2 separate regions of the Drosophila melanogaster genome follow, and region 1 is linked to region 2. A link is a contact called in public Hi-C data. All regions are on one chromosome and are shown on one strand. The core of a region is the stretch at or near the end of the contact, and the rest is flanking DNA. Distances in the headings are between cores, read along the strand shown. Region 1 holds the start of CG43813. Region 2 overlaps bru1 (bruno 1).

Region 1 (3,232 bases), core at 326-2,825, 63 kb after region 2:
TGCAATAATAAGAAGATTATGGAACTCACAGCCATTGACATTAAACGCCAGGCGAGTGCCTTGAATAATTAGCGATGTCATTTAATTTTAGCCTTTTTCGCACCGCTAACCATGCCAATGTCTGTGCGATAAAATAAGACCTTTTGTTCTGATTTATGGGTATAGATAGAAATGAAAAGAGGGAATGAACTTGACAAAGTTGCAAGATGAATGATCGACGAAAAACAAGCGAAAAATCTCCAAGATTTCTGTGGGAAAAACTTAATTTATTTAAGTGCATTTAAGTTCTTAAAAATGTATTATATAGTTCAATTTTTAAATGTCATACATTGGCACTCTCCATGAAAAATAGCCCCAGCTATCTTAGCTCGATTAGTTTATGGAGTGCAATCCAAATGGGTCATATCCACACCCATTAATCCCCCGAGCAATATTCAAATTGTTCGAGCAGCGCAGCCAAATTAGATTGCCACCCACTTGAGTGTCTACTTATAGAGCCTGTCAAACTAACGGCCAAACTAATCCGCCTGACAAAATGTCACGGAAAAATACAAATAATAGCAGGAAACTCACCTAGCTGGCTGGCATTGTGGGACCATCGGAGGAAATTGGGAAAACACGTAAATAACAGAAGAACAGATGTTCTATTATGGTTTTGTTTGGTTCTGCTCGGACAGCTCGTAAAAGCAGCAAATCGATCGGAGAAGCCAAGAGATGCGGCTCTTCACTCTGATTTTCCGATGACGCCCACTCATCGACGCTTTTCCTCTCAGTGCGGTGGACACTTGCCGACCAGTTTTCCCCCATACAAACTTTGGGGGTACTAAACAGAGCAGCAAGTGCAGCGAGAGCTGAGCGTCAAATTAATTTGTGTTTTGATTTAAATTATGGTCAACACAAGCAGTTTTCACATACAGCGGCAACCTGAACATCGCCGCCGGCAAATTCAATTAAATACTGAATAGAAGATACATAGAACATGCATAAGTTTTATTCATCGAAATATTATTTATACTTATAATTTATATTCCGGAATAAATAACGACGGGTCCGCTGGGCGGCTCCATGGACTGTCAAGTCGATCGGCGCGGATCGCCCGGCAGTGCCATCTTGAACGTTCCGCCAGCCAAACGCGAGAAAATCGCGCGCATCGTCGTCGCCGCTACGTCGTCGCCGCCCACTCGCATTTTCACGTTTACACGCCCGAAAAGAAAACCACACGCGGATATAAAGTGCAATATATATAAAATAATATTTTTGTGGCCCAGTGCAGTTTTTTTGGAAATCATGTCACTTGCGGTGCCAGCTTAAAAGTGTGGAAATTCTAGCCACATAGTGCGTAAGGAAGTGCAGTTAAAGTGCCAACTGATCTCGAAATAGATAAGAAATTGGAAATAAATTTTGTAAAAAATTAAAGCATTAAAAAAACAACGAATTTACTCACCATAAAGCAGAGAATTAAACAAAACGCATAAAATTTACCTACGACTCTAAATATGTCATAAAATCCAAGTTAATTTCCAAGAGCTGGTGATTTGCCTTGGCCATTGTTTGTTGATTGTATCTGCAGCGCATCTTGTGCGTATCTGTATCTTTATCTGCGAGCTGTGTTTTCGCGAGTGCGTTCGGTATGCCGCATCCAAGAGAGATTTGACCTCGCACTTCACCCATCAAGTGAAATTCATTTGTCGTTCAACTCACGCGATCCGCGGTCTGCTCCTCGTCATCGGTCGTGTGTCTTCTGGGATCTCGAATCTTGGATCTGCGCTAAACACAATCACCCGGCCAATTTGTCACACAAAAGAATCGTTCTAGTCCACGGAAGTTTCCCTCACATCACTACAGCCAATTGCCATCGAAGTAAGTGAGTTACTTAAGTCAAATTCCAGCTGATACTCTGCCGGTCGCATTCAATATTTATTGCTCTCGAATGTCCAACATGTGGGCCATATTGCAACAGAAATAGCCGGCATTGAAATGAATTTGGCAAAATCAGACAACAACAAAAAAAAAAATCAGAAAATAGATTGTGGAATATTGGGATGAGCATAGATTGCTAAGAGAGCCATCCAAAAATAAGCAATGGAAAGTATTATTAATTAATTTTTTGGACAAACTTTCGGTCTGTGTTGTGTTCGACAGCTCCGTTTCATTAACATCGCTATAAATAGGCAAGTGGTCCATAAATCTCGAGCGTCCAGTGCAAATAACAAGAAATAGATTTAAGTTATGGCTGGCGAATTGCTTGTTTATATTGCGATGCCGTTGACAATTTTTATTTGTTTAGTGGTGAGATGGACTAAATTTATGCAAATGCCGATGGCGTTGGCGATGCCTATCCCGATCCCGATCCCGAATCCAATATCCAATTAGCAGACACAGGCACACACAGATGACCCCAAAAACTAAAGCAATTTGTCAGGGTTTCGGGATTGGTTTGGGGCTTCCATTTGCCGTATTCGTATACGGTTTTGTCATTATGGTCAATAATTACCGCAAGCATGTCAACCGAAATTATTGCCCAGATAGATTTTCCAACCCCGTTTGCCACACTTCCACTTCGGTTTAAGTGTCCGGCCATGTGTTGCAGTCAAACCGCAAGGACTCCCCGGCTCCGGCATTTTCCTCCTGGCCAGTCCGCTCTGCCGGAAATAATTACTCAGCTTGCTTTTCTTTCGAGTGGAGGGCCACGACGAAGGGGGCGAACGGACGTGGTCCAACTTTCCCCACATTTAATTTATATTATTTGTGCTTCCTTTTGTCTGCCTTGGCCGGCGACCCAGCTCTCCACCTGCGTTCACCTGGCTTTATTAGTAGCTCACTGTCCGTCCGTCTGTCTGTCGGCTGGTCGGTTGGTCGGTTGGTCGGTTGGTCGACCCCTCCTCGACCGCCCTTTCAGCTGACCCAGGACTACGGCCATGTCCTGGCTGCTGCTGTTGTCGTTATTCAACCACTAAACTGTGTTTTGGCTTTTGTTGCATTTTCAACCGCATTCCTGTGGCTTCTTCAACTTCGATTTTCCAGTTGAGTTTCTAATAATATTATTGGAATTGAAGGGTTCTCACAGCCAGCACAAAGACCGAGCTCACTGAATTTAGGGTAAGAGTATTGCGTTTCATATTTCCAGTCGACAATCGACTTCAGTTCCGAAATGCTTCGGCGTAAATTATTTAATAACGTTTTCCGCTTACCAACACGCTTTCACGCAGACAGACCAAAGTCTGTCCAAGGA
Region 2 (3,236 bases), core at 26-2,525:
AGTCCTTGCAAGGATATAGAATAGGTCGATCATTATTCCGTAATTTTTCTGGCGGTAAGAGAGCAAGCCAAACCGCAGGCACAAAAATGTCAATTTGCACTTTGGACCAGAAGCAGCTGAAAAGCGGAAAAGCAAGCAGAGTTCTGGAAAAGTTGTCAGCACAAGTGCAAAGGGAAAAGATATAGTGGTATGGGTATGGCTACGCGAAGGGGTATGGGTGTTGCGGGGAGGGGTCAGGAGATAGCGAGCAACGTCAGCAAAAGCGAGCGACATTTGGCAATGTTGCTTTTTATTTGGGGTTCCCTTCACTTTTTGTTCGTGCGCTGTACCCTTTTTTTCTGCTTTTGTAGCGCCATCAAATAAGCATTGAATATTATTATTATTTGAAAGCCATGTGTTGGCTGCGAAAAAGCAAGCAGGATTGGGAGAAAAAGCGGAAAAGCTTCCTATGGACAATGCTTATGTCATCACGTTATCGGCTCCCAAAAAGAGAAACTGACATAATTTGCATGTAGCTTCGTGGCTGCAGCTGCGATATTTATTTTAGAAAATTGCTATGCCACACATTTGTGGCGATGACGGCTAAAAGGGCGTAGAACGGGACATGTGCGTGCTGCATATGATTCCCATCGTTGTTGCCACTGCTTTTGGCAGCTCCGCTGACAGGCTTTGACGTTGCCTTGTAATTTTCTTGCACAATTGCGATTGTTATCGAATGGGGGGAAAATTCATGTTGATTGCTGGTAAACGTTAAAAGAATTATTTAAAATTTTATTTAATCGTTGACTTTTAGTTTGTGACCGATTGCTTCGAGCTTTTGAATTCTATATCGTTATAATGTCAATCGATTAACTTGCAATTACCTCCCATATCGATAACTTATCGCAGTGCTGCATTTGATGATCCACATTTCGCAGATCAAGTGTGCACACCGGCCGATAATTGCCCCAATAGAAAACAGTTGCTTGCGATATTTCAACCAATTACTTGGTGGCAGGAAAAAGCCAACCACGAAAGCTGGTTGACAAGGCGAGGAAACGACTTCCACCTTCGAAACTCGGCTTCTCCTGGTGGGGGCGTGAATGCCGCCTGTGTTTGACTGGTAATTGCTACTTCCTGCATATAAATAAATTGGCTGAATAAGAAAGGCAGAAGGTGGCGGTGGCGGTGGCGGTGACGGAGAGCCGGGTTGACTTTGGCTGCAATTTGTAACCAGTCGCGTTGCGTGTATTATTTACGGCTAGCAGAGGTTGGGCCATGAAAGCAGGAAAGACGGAATGGTGGCAGAGGGCAGCGCCCGAGGGAAGTACAAGGACATTGCCTTCTAGCGTAGACTGTCGTCGTTTGTTCGCCGCCCGTTTGCCAATAAATCACGCGCCATTAGCCAAGCTGTAGTTTCACGCGGAGGTGAGGACGTGACACGCGTGATAGGTTAATAAAATGTATTTTCAGTAACTATAGTAGTAGTTTCGACCAGTCCAACTTTAGGAAATAGCTTCGTCCAATAGATACTAGCAAGCAATTAAATCGCAAAACTTGGATGACACTGTATGCCATGGCATTTCCTGTTTGCCCCAAATCACGATGCCATCTCTAAGGACAGAAGGCAGACTGACCTCGTGCCCGATACGCGGTCTCTTTTACCGTGGAATGGGGCGTGGTGCGAACTTTAAGCTTGTTTTAATTAGAAGACGCTACGAGGTGTGTTTGTGTGTGTGTGCGAAAAATTACATTTAAAACACGCTGCAAAGTCTAACGCATATTTTAGGATTTTTGCTGCAGACCCCGTTAACATTTTACACACCGCCCGTGTCCTTTTTAGCGAACGCTGAATAAATGTGTTTGGCTTTTGTCAAGGATTTAGGCGGAGGCTTTGTTCCGTGTCCTGCGCGAGGCTCCTTTCTGCCTTTGCCCTGCATTCCATTCATTATGCAGCTTAAGTGGATGATGGTGGTGGTGGCCCTGCGGAAAGGAGGAATGGGCTCTTTCGCCCGATTTCCCCCTATTCCCCTATTGCACCAACGGCAATCCCTTGTCGCCGTTTTTGGCGACTGCATTTTGGCCCTAAGCTCTGTAAATTAATCGCGGCCTTCTCTCTTTCGACCGGAAGCACGGAGCATATTGCGCTCTAATATTTCAAATGTGATTAACACAGTCCGGATTTGATTTTAACGAGAGTAAAGGGTAGGATTAAAACAAGCAAGAATACGAGACTTTTGGTGATAGAAGGAATTTGTACAATATAAGAATTCATACTAATACCATGGAGCTCACATTATTTAAACATACCCTAATATAAAAGAATAAATTTATTTCGGCAGCCATCAAAAATGAATTCATCTACTAATGCCACCAACTGTGTCAAGGACTTTTCCAAAACCAAACCAATTAGTTTTCAATTTAAACTCTCATTAAATTTGCTCTTCGTTTCGTTTTATTTCAGATGTACCATCCCATTCAAATGAAGCCCGCCGATAGCGAGAATCGCAATGGTAAGTTTTTATTAAATTCACAAAAACCAGGCAAAAAAAAAACGGGAAAAACTAGTAGTTGAAATAGAAAGCTATACGCACACAATGCGGTGAATAGATGCGGTGTTTTGTGCATGTGGGTGACTAAAACTATGCGAAGCCGAAATATTTCCACCGCCAACAAATCAACAAAACGCGGTACAAAGTGACCAGCGAGGCGTGAGAAATATGTGTGCGATGTTCAATCGGAAATCAAACACAAATGGGGGCTTATGGATGGAAAAGGCAGCGCTTGGAAGGATACAAGTAGTTTTCCTCCATCATATTTCCCTAAATTAGTGAATTTTTAAAAGAGTTCTTTACTTATACGTATTTTGAATATAATTCTTTACAAATTCAATATATTCTATATATAAGTCTATATGATATATATATCCTAAGAGCCTAAAAACCCGCATCTGAACTACATTCCATGGAAAAACTAAGGTCGCATGAACGGTGAAAAGAGAGAGACGGCCAATGAGTGACAGAGATAGACAGTGAGCGATCAGAATTTTGGTGGCGGTGGAAATTGCGTGCGAAAAACGCGGTCAACCCAAAAGCGGGCAATAGTATTTGACAGTTTTTATTGGCAATGGTCAAGGGGAAAACGATGAAAAGCTCTATGGAAGGGAAAATTGCGAAAAACATGGAAAGGCAGCTAGCTTGGTGTACATATGTATGTGTGTGCGTAAACGAAATTTTTTGTTCGGATTTTTCCATTGA

The links. A called contact is a pair of places that touch in the nucleus more often than the background predicts.
Region 1: a contact with region 2 is called in a Hi-C map of the Kc167 cell line, with 1.6 times the contacts expected there. A contact is called at or near these places in 23 of 107 Hi-C or Micro-C datasets (the D17-c3 cell line, the Kc167 cell line, the ML-DmBG3-c2 cell line and 11 more).

Annotation. Positions count from the first base shown.
Region 1 is chr2L:12,342,691-12,345,922 of dm6, forward strand. CG43813 reads right to left here and starts at 1,576. Exons shown (of 2, transcript NM_001273480.1): 1 at 1,445-1,576; 2 at 953-1,365. The coding sequence starts at 1,187. The coding sequence ends at 1,074. It overlaps bru2 (bruno 2), which reads left to right and starts at 1,529. Exons shown (of 9, transcript NM_176025.3): 1 at 1,529-1,860.
Region 2 is chr2L:12,280,071-12,283,306 of dm6, forward strand. It overlaps bru1 (bruno 1), which reads left to right. Exons shown (of 9, transcript NM_001273478.1): 4 at 2,444-2,492. Among named protein-coding and RNA genes, the nearest start is that of lncRNA:CR45282, 34 kb to the right of the region's middle.